Linked DNA regions of Danio rerio: region 2 is linked to region 1. A link is a contact called in public Hi-C data. All regions are on one chromosome and are shown on one strand. Each heading gives the region's core, a stretch centred on a gene start, on an enhancer-like site or on the middle of the called end of the contact. The rest is flanking DNA. Distances are from core to core; before and after follow the strand shown.

Region 1 (2,700 bases), core at 57-2,556:
AAGCATTTTTAGCGGTGTATGAATGTAAATCTCCTTCATACATTCATATCACATTTAGCTCCTCAGACAGGCAGACTACACACCAATTTAAAGCTTTTATGAAAATATACACACAGGGTGGGACTGTCATGTGACCCGCAAGTCATGTGATTATTATGACAGCTTTGTGAACTGCTTTTCACGGCGCAGTGTAAATATTTGGCCATTTTCTTTGATTCAGGGCTTCCTGAGAACTACTCTCAAATGTGCATGTGTGTGTTTATAACCAAACACAAGTGCTTTTTTTGGAGACGGTAATAATTTATGAGCCTGATTGTGGGAAATATTATTTCCAATATAACTATATAACCAATGCGTTATACTTCGGTTAGAGTAGTGCTGTTATTTAATGCTTATTTAACTCTGTTATCAAGCAAAGTGTTGAGGAACGTTTAGTCTCAATCTTTACCTCCATCTAGTGGTTGTTTATGTAATTGCAACTTTTTTGACCAATCAGATCAATCATTTTTTTTGGTTATATTTATCATTTTTGGGTGAACATACACAGTTATAGAAATGTTGACAAGTATATCATGACCCTCCAAGCATTTTGACTATGCATTAAGTCAATCTTTGATGGGTTTTAAACGGACATTAAATTAAAATGTTTTTTTATATGATCTTTAGAAGTCCATGAACAAAATGTTTGCATTAAATTGATTAATTCATTCATTAACTTTCTTTTATCTTAGTCTGATTTATCAGAGGTCACAACAGCGGAATGAACCTCCAACTATTCCAGCCTATGTTTTGCACAGCAGATGCCCTTCCAGCTGCAACCCAGTACTGGGAAATTGGATCAAATTATTTTCCAATTTTTCTTTTGATAGTCTCTTTGAATAACTCTTAGGGCATTGGATGCTCCAAAAAGGAAATTTAGCTCACTATTTGCTCACCTTTATGTGGCTTTTGACTAGTGATGTGCAATACAAGTGATTTCCTATCAGATCCGATACCAAGTAAAATGAAGGCGAGTTTCGGTGATACTGATTTGATTCCGATACTGCCTAAAAATGACTGTTTGGGAAATTAAAGTAACAAGTATACTTACAGGTGTCACTTTATACTGAATACGAGCCATATTACGGGCTCTTCCTGTTTATTGATGAAGAATTATACAAAAAACAACATGCATATTGACAGCATCTGAGCATGTATGTCTTAAAACGCCTGCCTGAACATCTTAAAAAAAAAAAAAAAACATTCACACTTATACATTTAGTGACATGTTAATCCGGTTACCATGAACATACATTCATGAGCATATCCCCTCACCAACCAGCAGAGGCCCTCATCTCCTGAATATTAGTCACGTGCCTGGCCATAGATATATACACTAGATGTCGCCTACCCTGTTATTGTTTATTGGAAGGAATGCGTCAATAGAGCCGCCATTTTACTACAGGGTAGCGCTCCATTGCGGGACCAAGGTACAGTGGAGGACTGTGGCCATCCAAAGCCAGAGATATACACATATACACATAAATCTTTGATCGGGAGTTTTCCTGGATGTTAGCATGCAATTTTTCTTTTAATTACGAAAATGATCATTTTACATCACTTTTCTACATTGATGGATCAGTGACCGCACGGGCATTCCTGACAAAAAGCTTGTGTTTGTGTGTACAGAAATGTACTATTCACCCTCCCTGTTAAATTTGATCTGATCATGTCCTGAAACACACCTCCTCTCCTGCTTTCACTTCTCATACTGACGGAGAGAGCGATTCGTTTGTGAATGAATCTCCGTTATGAACGACTCGTTCACTAGCCGACAATAATCCAAGTTTCTGGCACTCCAGCATCCCGTTGTCATATTTATTTTGCGTTGTTTGCTGATTTTATTCAGCAAAACTAGCATAAGCCGAGTATTTAGTGCGAGTTGGAGCTACTTTGACTTATAGTGAATGCAGTAAGTGACTGTTATCATCAATAACGTTACCTGTTTAGCACAAAAGTTCAGAACATACAAAAACGTAAAAAACTTAATATTACCTATGAAATGTTCTGCCTTTGTGCTTTGTTTTCTTTGTTTGCTCGTTACTACACCCGTAGACAGCGCTAAAGTCCCGCATCTTCACGTAATAACACTGTCTTGACTAGTGCGGTTGAATGACATTTGTCCTGGGAGCACTGTACCAATGTGGCGGCGCTATTGACACATGCTCAGGGCCCTATGCAAAATCCTGTGTATATATCTATGGTGCCTGGCACTGATTACGCGGCACCTGGTGTCTATTAGCAAGGTGCTTAAACACCAGCTCAGTTCAAGTACTCAGTGCGCAGTTTTGTTTTGCTACCAAACATTTCTGAGCATTTCCTACACCTTCTGATTCCCTCTCGGTTACCGATTGCCTGCCTGCCCGTTTTCTGATTGTTAACTGACCAATGCCTGTATCATCATTCCTGACGGTAAGCTGCCTGCCCTGACCAATGTCTGTCTCACCGTTTCTGACTGTAAGCTGCCTGCCCTGACCAAAGCCTGTTTTACAGATCTTGAGTTCATGCTGCTTGTCCTTGGCTATTCTACTCTCTGTGTTGCTCTACTGTGTGTTAATAAAAGCTCATGAATGGATCCTCATTCCTCAGAGTCATCATTACACCAATACAGCCACATAGATGCATTTTCTCCCTCTGCACCTAAGGACTCTGATAGCGAAG
Region 2 (2,700 bases), core at 175-2,674, 60 kb after region 1:
CTAAATTTACTAAATGTTTGAAATGTTTAATTAAAATACAGCGATAATTCATGTAATATATACCAAATTGTTTTTGAACGTTCATGAATTAGGACACATTTACTTGATTAAAATAAATGACTTTTTTTTTCTCAAAAACAATTTATAAATTTGAAACATATAAGTGCATAAAAGTAATTTTGTTTCAAAAACATAAGCCTAGACAGTCTAAAAAAACTTTGTTTTTTTTCTCTTCATTTGAATAATTTTTTTTTCCTAAATCCATTAGGTTTTTTTTTTAAACACGCGTACATTTAATTTTAACATAGATTTTTTTCCATGTTTTTTTGAAAATCTGATTTTACATCAATAAATAGGGGGCTAATAATTAGGGGGGGGGGGGGTTAATAATTCTGATTTCAACCATATTTATTATTTATTGTATGTAGTTTCAAATGAAATTATTACTCCAGTCATTATTGCTTTTATTACTATTACTATTATTTTATTAATAATAATAATAATAACAATAATAATTAATATTAGAGTGATTTCTGAAGGATTATGTGACTAAAGTACTGAAGCTGAAAATTCACCATTAAAATCACTGGAATAAATGATTAAATTAAATTATAATCTACTTTTAAACAGTTACTTTATAGTGAATAACTTTTTACAATTTTACAATGTGTACTGTATTTTTGATTAAATAAATGCAGCCTTGGTGAAAAAATTTGCTTATTTTAAAACATTTAAAAATCCTACTGACCTTATAACTTTTGACTGGTAGTGTATATTGAATGTTATTTTGCACATGCAAAAAATTAAATAAATAAATATGTTATTACCATAGTAAAGTACATGTAAAATATATAATTATCAGCTTAAATAGCACTTCACAATAGTAGTGCATTATGTGGTAAAATCATACACAAAAATATCCATAATACACCACATAAAAAAATTACTATAGTCATTTATAGTACATACTACGGTGTTTTTTGAGCTGCAGAGTGTAATATACTGTATTATAGTATTTACAGCAATTTTATTATCATTAATTTCTGGTGTGTTGAAGTAAAATTAAATGTAGAGTTTTAGAAAACGTCATTTGTTTACATTTCAAAACATGTACCACAATACATATGATTTCCACAACAGATAAGCAAGTAATGCAAGTACTTTACAATATGGTTCTATTATTTACTATAAATTATTTTTTTCACGCGGGACCTTTTGTAAGGTTTTGTTGTTGCGATTAAAATAACTATTACAATGAAGATATTTCCTACTTTATGAATGACGGTCTGTGGTCTTTCATCGGTTTATAACATGAATCTGGAAGAGGCTGAACTTCAGTGAATCCTTCAGTGTGTACAAACACATTAAGCAGAAATGAAAACCACAACACAGCAGGCGCCATCATGAATGTTTACATCCGAGTTTGACACTTTAGAAAAACGAAAACTAGAGTTTTGGCGCCCTCTAGAGCTCAGGAGAGGGAATATGCACACCGACTTCACAGTCAGCCAGCCCCAGGGCTTCCGGTCCCATACAAAATCACCGCGTTTAAGATCTGATTTCTTTGAAAACGGCGATCTCTACTGCCTGGCTGAGATAAGATATAAAGTGGGTATCAGCCCAAACAGGAAGAACTGCATTACATTCTGTTTTTCCACGCCATGTCTTTAAATATGACAGTTTATTTTACCCCAGTATTTTCAATGGAATTTCCAAGCTAGCCTAGTGCTAATGGAGTCTGCACTTTCACGTCTCTTTTTACGCTTTAACAACCAAATAGATGCTTAAGTCTATTTAACTGATTATATTTGTAAGGCATCACAACATCGATGCTGTAAAATTATATTCATATGCATAATTATAAATATACCAGGAGTCCCCAAACTTTTTTTTTCTGTAAGGGCCGCTGCTTTTTTTTCTTTAATGGGGCAAGAAATGACTCCTGCCATAAAATGCCCCTTTTGAAATGGGTATCTGTTAACTTAAATTGATACAAATTAAATTGTGTGTGTGTATGTGTATATATATATATATATATATATATATATATATATATATATATATATATATATATATATATATATGTGTGTGTGTGTGTGTGTATATGTGTGTGTGTGTGTGTGTGTATATATATATATATATATATATATATATATATATATATATATATATATATATATATATATATGTATGTATGTATGTATGTATGTATGTATGTATATATATATATATATATATATATATATATATATATATATATATGTGTGTGTGTGTGTGTGTGTGTGTGTGTGTGTGTGTGTGTATATATGTATATATGTATGTATATATGTGTGTGTGTGTGTGTGTGTGTGTGTGTGTGTGTGTGTATATATGGGGTGGGCCATTAGGCAAGTTATTGTATAATGGTGGTTTGTTCTGTAGACTATAGAAAAAAATGCCTAAAGGAACTAATAATTTCAACCTTAAAATTGCTCTTAAAAAATTTAAAAAACGCTTTTTTTCTAGCTAATAAGTTTCTCTCCAGAAGAAAAAATATTATCAGACTAAACAAAGAAATACTGGAAAATCTCTGTAGACTGATGGCATTTCATGCCGTTCAGCCTTATAATCTTAAAATGTGAGCGAAATTACTTGTTTTGTCATCACTTTAGACATTACGATAGAGAATCATTTAAACACTGTAAAGTGGCATTTGTGAAT

What was found. Hi-C and Micro-C count contacts between places; a contact is called where the count stands out from the background.
Region 2: a Hi-C map of an unstated tissue shows a contact between it and region 1, with 4 times the contacts expected there. The contact joins the promoter of LOC100333521 here to the enhancer-like site in region 1. A contact is called at or near these places in 2 of 18 Hi-C or Micro-C datasets (hematopoietic stem cells and an unstated tissue) and 1 of 4 datasets of contacts at active chromatin or transcription factors (caudal fin).

Annotation. Positions count from the first base shown.
Region 1 is chr2:57,298,910-57,301,609 of GRCz12tu, forward strand. No RefSeq gene overlaps it. Among named protein-coding and RNA genes, the nearest start is that of abhd8a, 47 kb to the right of the region's middle. Within about 2 kb of position 1,307, at least 16 of the 62 cell types and tissues checked have an H3K27ac peak or open chromatin away from gene starts, as enhancers often do.
Region 2 is chr2:57,358,497-57,361,196 of GRCz12tu, forward strand. It overlaps LOC100333521 (cathepsin Z), which reads right to left and starts at 1,425. Exons shown (of 6, transcript XR_012394923.1): 1 at 1,272-1,425.